Regions from separate parts of the Mus musculus genome. Here region 2 is linked to region 1. The links are chromatin contacts, called in public HiChIP or PLAC-seq maps. All regions are on one chromosome and are shown on one strand. The core of a region is the stretch at or near the end of the contact, and the rest is flanking DNA. Distances in the headings are between cores, read along the strand shown. Region 1 has its middle 68 kb from the start of Icos. Region 2 has its middle 170 kb from the start of 9530026F06Rik.

Region 1 (4,628 bases), core at 956-3,455:
AAAGACATGTATTGGATAAACATGCATGCTGGGAAATCAAGATGAGAATATAGCGAACAACTCTTGTTTTTGTCATTCATAGATGTCTTCATCTCTTGTTTTCTCCTAGCAACAGTCCCATCCTTCTCTTGACAGAACGGCCTTTTCTCATTCCATGGGGTGCTAGTGCAACTACTGGCCACAGCACACTCTAGGCAATCATTCCAGGAACAGTGATTGACAGACCAGTTTCAGTCCTTCTCTGGGGTATCACATGAACTCTTAGAGAAATAAACTTGCCCTTCTGCTGGGGTTTTAGGACTGGAATAGTCTATGAGTAAGAATATGCTGGCTATTGCCCCACCAAACTAAGAGTAATGTTTACATAAGTTGGGAATGGGATTGACTTAGAAGGAGAAGTAGATGTAAGAAAAGATGGGGAAAAAAAGGTAAAGATGAGGAAATGGACAGATCTATATTTTAAAATTATACTTAGATTTTAATTAAACAACAACAATGACAACAACAAAAACAACAACAACTCTACCCCTGGTTGCTAGTAACAGAAGCTGACATATTCCTATGTCTATGAAGCTACTTTGAGCAATGTTTCTGTTCATTGAAACTGAGATAGGAGCTTGATCAGTAGATTCAGCCAAGTTACATATGAAGCCTGAAAATTCCCTAAGTTTTTTTTTTTTTTTTTTTTTTTTTGTGTGTGTGTGTGTGTGTGTGTGTGTGGTTTTAATGCTACTTTCATCATGCCAAGAACACTAAGGAAGCTTACCACTTATTACCTTAGGGATTGGCCAGTGTCTGCCCCCTCCTGCTCCTTATTGGGGTTACAAGCATATGTCACCACTTCCAGCTTTTAATATAGGTTTTAGGGCTCTGAACTCAGGTCTTCATGCTTGCTCAGCAAGTATTTAACCCAGCAGGCCATCCCAGATCCCAAATAACCATGTAAGGGTTCTCACCTATAAACAGGTTCCCACGGCTTCTATTCTGAGAGTAGATCTTGACCGTATCTCCTGAACATTCTGTTTGTTCAGGTTTCAGGGTGGCAGTCTGTTCTACAACTGTACCTAATGGTGGGTCCAGGGAAAGTTTGATTTTTTTTTCATTTGTCTGATGTTTTCTGGTCATAAAAACAGCACTGATTATTTCCAATCCTTATCCACAGCTGAGGCAGGAAATCACAAGTGAATTTTGGTTGCCTGTTTCTCCATTCCTTGATATCTACCTTGGTCATCATGCAGCAGGCAAGACAGGCTCTGGCCACATTCTTTACACTTTTGCCAAGAACTTATTGAGGCCCTGGGAACCATATACTTGGCCAAAGAAATCAAGTATTTCTTCTCAGCTCAACATCCTGCCTCACTGACCATAACCCGGGGCACTATCCATCTCTCAGATTCCTTTCAGCACTTGTCAAGTTCAATCACTTATTAATGAGTCAAAACATCTTTTAATGTAGCTCCAATTCTGGTCTGATCATAATTTACCCACAAATCACTTCTCTCAGTCCCCTTTCATCACAGTCTCCAATTGATAAATTTCTCTGTCATTTGTGTTATTGTATGTTTTGGGACTTAACGAACCAGCTCATCTCAGAGAGGGAGAAAATAATTGGAATATTTTATCTTTATGATTGCTGTGTAGGGATATATTTGTGATCTGAGTTTATTTTGAGGAAGCTTCATGGATGAAGATACCTGTGGCCATCCCACTCAAGGGATTTCATTCACACTTTAGATTATGCAAGTAACTCGGAGCATAATACATTTAGAAACCTTAGAGGATGTGAAGTTTTGGAGTAAGAGGCAATAAGTCCATTGGTGGCATACATCTTTAATTTCAGGCACTTGGAGGTAGGGGCTGGTGGATCTCTGTGAGTTTCAGCAGAGGTTGCTCTACAGATTGAGTTCCAGATGAGCAGGGTGGCATAGTGAAGTCCTGTGTAAAAACAGGAGGGTGGGTGTGTGAAATCAAGTGACAGTTTCTGCAGATGAGTGTTCAATCATTGTAGTCTTGTCCCTTAACTACTGCAGCTGAAGTTAAATTCTTAACAATGGTTGTGATTTGAGTATATTCCTACCAGTAGATAAAAAAAAAACAAAAAACAAAAAAAAAAAAAACAAAAAAAAACCTCGTGGTTTCTGGACATGTTTCTAAATCTTTTTAGGTCATGTGGTTTGGTGGCTTGCGTATTTTATGACTTCTCTGAACACCGGAAGAATCTAAAATGAAGTTGAAACAGATCATCATTCAAGTTACTGTGACCATATTTCATATGAATATGTTTTGCATGCAAAAGGAAAATAGAATATGTCTTTTACAGGTTTCTGTTCTACATCAGTCAGTGGGAGAGTTGAACTATCTTTGTGGTGATATTAATTTGACTTACAATTAGCTTACAAAGTGTATGCTTGCTTTGGTGTTGTGAGCAGTTATAAGTTAAGATATGAAGGCTGTCTGCTATCTCTACTTCAGTCTCAAGCCACAACATGACTCAGACTAGATTTTGTTCTCTCTGAATTCTGCTAAAGAAGCATATGAGTTACAAATGTGACTAAGTAAGGAATTGTGTTTTCTTGGTAAAGCTCTATAATGTTACCAGTACCTAGTCACTGTGTTTTCTACCTAACCTGCTGAAGATCTGCTTTTGGATTAGACCTGGGACTATAAGTTGGGTTCAAGGATGAATGGGGATGAAGGTTTGGATTCACTTAAGAACATCTTTATTGTTTTATATTTATTTATTTTTATTTTATGTGTATGAATGTTTCCCCTGAATGTATAAATATGAACATGTGTGTCCAGTATCTAGAAGCCAGAAACAGTATCAAATTCCTTGGAACTGAAGTTATAGACAGTTGTGAGCCACCACATAGGTTCTGAAAACCAAATCTGGGTCCTCTGCAAGAGCAGTAAGTGCTTTTAACTACACTTGAGAACCTCTCCCTCCCTCCCTCCCTCCCCCCCCTCCCTCCCTCCCTCCCTCTCTCTCTCTCTCTCTCTTTCTCTCTCTCTGTCTCTCTCTCTTCTCTTCTCTTTGTCTCTCTCTTTGTCTCTCTCTGTCTCTCTCTTTCTCTGTCTCTCTCTTTCTCTGTCTCTCTCTCTCTCTCGTGTGTTTTTACTGATTTTGTTGTTGTTGTTGTTGTTGTTGTTAGGGACTGGGGTAAATTACTCTTAGCAGGATCTAGACTGGAACAGCTAGAAATTCCCCATGTGAATTGTCTCTGGGCTGGTCCAGGTGTAGCCCATTATAAACATACATAACATATAAGCCCATGCTTTAAAGGAGAGCCAAATTTAGTATCTCACAAATACCTTCTTTTCACTCAAGCATCCAACCTCATGTCCAGGGCTTGAGAACATGTGTAAGTTCTCATAACTGCTGCTGGTGGCAACTCCTCTGCAAATACTACACTAAGAGAGAACGTTCTCCAATGAGCTTAACTCTGTACACAGGTGGACCCATTCTTCCTTGGGCAGGGAACATGATGATTGCTTAATCAGATTCCATTTAAGTCAGCCTTGTGCTGAGGATGCTTTGGTAACCTTCAGACAGCATGCTCATAACACTTTTTGGCTTGAAGTTTCTCTAACGTCACATAGAAAGCGCATGTCCAGGTCTGGCATTCTTGAATGTTTAACTAGAGATGCAATGGCTGCTTGGGGCCATTCTTAACCACTGCAGACAGGTAAATGCTTTTCTTCTTGATGTCCTAGACAGAGGGTCGGAGTCGTGTTTGTAAGGACCTCAGAAGTTGTTTATGGAGCTACATCCTGTTGCCTCAGCCACCACAATAGCTCCTGCATGTGTTCACTTTGTGCCACCCCCTTTCCATCTTCCCTCCCCTGGACTCTGGCTCCCCAGTGTTGTATTCAGAAACAAACCATCTGTAAGGAGGCCTCTGTCTTAGACTCTGCTTTCAGATTTTCGAGTCTCCTAGTAAGAGGGCTTTGCCACATCTGCACCGTCTGTTTTCTGGAGAATGATGATGTCATTGAATTTTTCTTCCATAGAACATTTAGAAAAATATGAAAGAAATCTTATATGAAATCTGGGTGTGGTGGTATGCAATCAGATCTGTAATCCTAGCACATGGAAACTGAGGCAGGAGCATTGTGTGATCCTAGCATATAGAAGTTGAGGAAGGAGCTTAGAATACATAGCAAGTTTCATAAGGCCATGATCCAGAGGTATAGCTCAAATGTGGTTCACTTACTTGGCCAGCATGTGCAAGGCCCTGGACATAATCCTTAGCAATGAAGAAGAAAAAATGGCATACAAGAGGCAGATGTGAGGAAATAACCTTGACAACGACTAACTAAGGGGTGTGATGGCTGTATCAGTATCCTGAGGGAAAACAGATGGCACTCTCAAAATTGGGACAGTTTGAGAATGGCTTAGAGACAAAGGGATTCATATCAAAGTAGGCAGGAAAAGAGAAACTGTGACTGTAGCAAGAACTCAGGATTAGTAGTTGACAGCTTAGGCAAGGGATGCCGGGATGCTCTGTTATACTTGTGTATACACACACACACACACACACACACACACACACACACACACATATATATATATGAGACAGTGCTGTGGATCTCAGTCTTCTTTGGTCGCTGCTTCTCTGTGGGTACTA
Region 2 (4,628 bases), core at 752-3,251, 160 kb after region 1:
CAGATCTGCTGCATATCATAGTTTCTCAGGGGTACATTTTGACATTAGCCTGCCAAAAGTCCCCTACCCCTTGCCTGCATTTTTTATCTTGTCACTAAGGCTAACCACTCATGTGCCCACTTAGCCTGGTATCCAGGGTAAGCAGTAAGTTTGGATAAATTGAAACATTTGCTGTTTCTTATTTTTGTTTCTAAATAAAATGATCTTTAAAAACTATAAACAATTCATAGTTATGGTAATTTCAGAAATTTATAGTTAAGAAGATCCATTACCAAGTAAACTATGACCAGTTCCATCTGATCTTTTGCTAGCTTTATTTTTACATAATTGTGATCATATTCTTTATGTTATTTTGTATCTCAATTTTCACTAATATTCTACCATAACCATTTTCTTTTTTATAAAACTCCTCATAAAACTATTTATTAAAATAGAAAGCATAGCCATTATGCTACATGATAGTCTATCACACAGCTCTAACATAATTTACTTAGGCGTTTCTTGATTATTGAAACATTGTTTTGTTTCTGCTTTATCACCAATATAAGTAATACTGCGGGTGAACATCTTTCTTCATAAAGCATTTTTATTGCATTTTTTCCTTTTTTTTTCATGTTCTCAATAACAAAATCACATTGGAAACCTAAAAAAACAAAAAACAAAAAAATTACAAAACCACAAAGAGTAACATCTTGAATGACCCTAGGGGACAGTTTATTTAATTTTCTCTGAGTCCCCTCCCACTTGGATGCCTACCATCTGCTGATTTCTGGGGGAGGGATTGCATGAGATGTAGCTTGAAGCCTGGAGTCTGAGTATTGAATTCACTGTGATAAATGTCAGCTGGGGGTTCTACCTAGCACACTGCCTGTCTGGGGATAGAAAGCACAGCAGCTGGGACCTACGCAGGAGCCAGGCTTCCTCGAGCTCTGAGGAAGGTTGTTTCTTACACCAAACCTTGATATTTCAACTCCACTTTGTAGAGACGGGAAATGTGGCACAGCTATGAACTGACTTGTTCAGATCCTCTAGCCTCTGCCAGGCTCAGTCAAGAGTCTACCCAGTATGGGTGTACCGTGCTCTTCTCCCAGGGGAATTTACAGTATTCCCAGGACTTATCCTTCTCTTGGACCTTAGCTTTACAAAGGCAGCCGAGAAGGAAGATCTGAGGACCGAAGGTCTAACATGTGGAGAAAGGTTAGCATAATTCCAATGAGGAAATTCTTCTCCAAAAAGCAAATTAAATGAGTTTTTTGCACCAGAATATTTGGAGGCCTACAACTATATGCAGCGTGTTGTTGTTGTTGATGTTTTGTTTTTAAACACACTCACATCTAGGAAAGCAACAAGCTCTCACAGGCAAGGCACATCTGTAACCCCAAGGACAGAAGACTTCCATGGTGTTGACTGTCATTTGTTTCCAAGTGGCATCTCATACACAGAATTTTATAATTCAGAAACGTTTGCAATGGCCTACACATTTTTTTTTTTGCCTTCCTTTTAGAAAATCATTAAGTAAATCAAGTAATTTAAAACCCCAAGAAGTCCCACAGTGAAGCAACCTGTTTAGATGTATCGGATCCAAAATTTTCCATACTTATTTAGACCCAGAGCATCTTTCTCACATGAGTTCTATTTACATCTCACACACTCGAGAAAATGTTGGACCAGGTTTAGGCTAACTTGGGCAGCAATTCTCAGGTCTCTCCTAAGAGCAGGAGCCAAAGCACCATTAGCTCATGGGTTCCCAGAAGTTCAGTGTGGAGGCGCGAGGCTCTGGTGGTCCTGCTCGCTCTCCGTCATGTCTCACTCGTGAGATAAAACAGTGCGGTGCGGTGAAACATGCCGATCACCACCAAACGGGCGAATTCTCACATTCTGACTCATTTCCTTTACGCTTTTGAAAACTCTGGAGGCCAAAGGCAGGCGTGCTTACAATGCAGAGGAAGGTTCCTTCTTTACTTTTTGGGCCATGCCTGGCTCTAGCGTGTCATGTTACAGGGAACACCTGCTGTCCACTCTGTAGCCCAGGCCCCTCAGCCAACTCGCCCAGCTGGTGCTCTCTCCCAGCACGAGCTGTTTCAGGAAAGGGGAATGAAGACTTTGATTTAGTTCTCCCTCCCAGCCCCCTGTTCTCCCCCCCCCCAAGCCCCCAAACTACCTTCTCTCCTCTCCCAGCCTCTTCTGGTTATTGTGTTGGATAGAGGCGGTGATTGAATTAAGAAAGCTGCTGAAAGCAGAAACGGAACGCACAGGAAAAGGAACAAGAGCCTCACACAGGAGCCTTCCCCTTTGCACTCCACTCTGGAACAAAGATGCTCTGAGCTGCGCTTAAGTGGTACCTGGTGATTATAGCATTAGTGGGGCATTGCTCTTCAGTGCCTGTCACTCAGACCACTGCAAAGCAGTCTGAACCAGGGGAGCTACAGAGAGGCTGGGGACCATCCACAGCCCTGTAATTATGAGACTAATTCCAAAAAGGTCAGAACTCCTTAATCAAACGCTAATCAAAGCGTTTTGTAAATGATGCTGGTTTTCCTCAGTGTGAGAGGAAGGGCAGTCAGGAGGCCAAGGGTCCCAGAGTGCATTTTGAAAATATAGGTAGAGCCAATAGCTTCACTCAGAAAATTTAGTCATTGGAGTGTTTATTTATATTTTTGAAGTGCAAGACGACATTACTTTCTATGATGTCTTTTTATGTTGTATAAGCAGGTTAAGGGATCAGTTCAGGGAAGGCAGCCAAATCTGAAAATATTTAACTCCCTTGTTTTGTTTTGGTTTTTGTCTCTTTGTTTTTGTTTGTTTGTTTGTTTGTTTGTTTTTCTAGAAGTGTGCCTGGATAACAATGGTTAAGTTTGTAGAGCCTTTGTCTGCTGATGAAACGCCTTGGTCTGCATGGTTTCTGTCTGTTCTTGTATTCATTTTGCAAGACAGGATTGGTCCATTGCTGAGGTGAGGGAACTGAGACGGGAGCTCAGCTGCTTTCTTTTGGCTCCTTGATAGAGAAGACTCAATTTTGATTTTTTTTTCCTTAAAATGCAGTGCTCCTTGAAGTGCTATTATGAATGCAGTGCTATTATATAATAGTTCCTTTTGCTGTAAACCCAGGTCTCCAGCGCCACCCTGACCTCTCTGCCAATAATCCAGACTTTGCTATCCTGACAACCCACTCTGATTTAAAATTGTCATTATAAACCCTTTGGTTATAAATAAATGAAACAGGCAAACAGCAACAACAAAACTTCCCTGTGTCTTTTCAAATTTCAGTGACTTTAGATACTCATTGAAAACACATGTGTATGCACACGGACACAGATATACACATACATACACACATACACATATACAAACATGAACATACACAAACACACACACACATATATATATACATGTATATATATGTGTACATATATATATATATATATATATATATATGAACGTATACACCCATATATAAACATGAACACACACAGAGAATTCTTTTCAAATAATCTTATTTGATCAACTAAATCTCATTATACTTTTAGTGTACATTATTAACATCTTTGGTGTGTGTGTGTGTGTGTGTCTGTGTGTGTGCACGTGCTTAAAGCCTTGGCCTTCAGCTGGCCAAGCTGATGGTAAATCTCTAGAAGGTGTCATTGCGCAACTGGTCAAGGTCACTGTCCTGGGTGAAGTGGATTTTATTTGTGGTTCTGTATTGTGTGCACCAGGCTGCGAACTCCAGGCAGAACACATTGACTGCAGCCTCCTCTTCCAAACCTCATTTTCTCTCCTTCCTGGGGTGCAAGCTCCCCAAAGTGTGATTAATCCACCTATTGATTGCCTCCTGCCATAGTGAGGGTGAGATATGGCTAGCAATCGGTGCCAGGCTGCTGATGTGACTGGACTGCTTAACCACGAGGTGAGAAGAGACAAGTATGAGCCTGCGCCTTCCAACCCTGTACACACAGAGGGGGCACAATAGCTTTGTTTCCCACATGCTTTGCAAAATGATCGTGCTCATCAAAATGCAGCTGATTCTTTTTCAAATGAATTATAATGTATACTCCCTGCTATCTCAATTGGCTTCACAAAGGTCTAATAAAAGTTTGTGGATGAAAGGAAAGAAGATGAAAAAAAAAAGAGAGAAAGTAACAGGATAGAAATCTCCTGGAAATGGAACTAAACATGAGTGTGCTGCTTTGATTAAAGCAGCCTGGGCAGATGTAATGGATGACCCAAAGCTTGCCAGCAAAAAGGATTAGAATAGTAAGAAGGCATTTACCTAATATTCAGAGGCAGTGTGGCAGGAGAAAGGTAAGGTGAAGATAAGCTGAGGGAGTCGGCAAAGACCCCAGAGAGAAATGGCGCTTCTGCTCATACATGAATGGGGTAAACCAGAAGTCTGGAGGCTCAGCTCAACACCAGCAAGTTTTGACCAGTAAATAGAAAAATTAGCTAGCCAGGGATTGGTAAGGCTTTCTCTTCTCTTTCTGCTCCAGCCCAAGAGGAAGCCAAGTGGGTATGCCTAGCTAAGCAGGTGCCATGTTTTCTTTCATTCTGCCCCTTATATTTGGAAGAACCTTATGTCCAGGCACATTGTTCCTCTTGTCTCAGGAACTCCTATCATGAGGGAGCAGAAAGGT

Evidence for each region. HiChIP or PLAC-seq counts read pairs in DNA pulled down with a chosen protein or histone mark.
Region 2: a BATF HiChIP or PLAC-seq map of CD8 T cells shows a contact between it and region 1, with 7 read pairs. The contact joins two enhancer-like sites. A contact is called at or near these places in 2 of 484 Hi-C or Micro-C datasets (both in embryonic stem cells) and 2 of 115 datasets of contacts at active chromatin or transcription factors (CD8 T cells and stem cell-derived neural progenitor cells).

The regions. Positions count from the first base shown.
Region 1 is chr1:61,044,041-61,048,668 of GRCm38.p6, forward strand. No RefSeq gene overlaps it. Among named protein-coding and RNA genes, the nearest start is that of Icos, 68 kb to the left of the region's middle. Within about 2 kb of position 2,206, at least 18 of the 459 cell types and tissues checked have an H3K27ac peak or open chromatin away from gene starts, as enhancers often do. A contact at or near this core is called in CD8 T cells, where this site is marked.
Region 2 is chr1:61,201,465-61,206,092 of GRCm38.p6, forward strand. No RefSeq gene overlaps it. Among named protein-coding and RNA genes, the nearest start is that of 9530026F06Rik, 170 kb to the right of the region's middle. RefSeq lists an enhancer at 738-3,118. Within about 2 kb of position 2,002, at least 49 of the 459 cell types and tissues checked have an H3K27ac peak or open chromatin away from gene starts, as enhancers often do. A contact at or near this core is called in CD8 T cells, where this site is marked.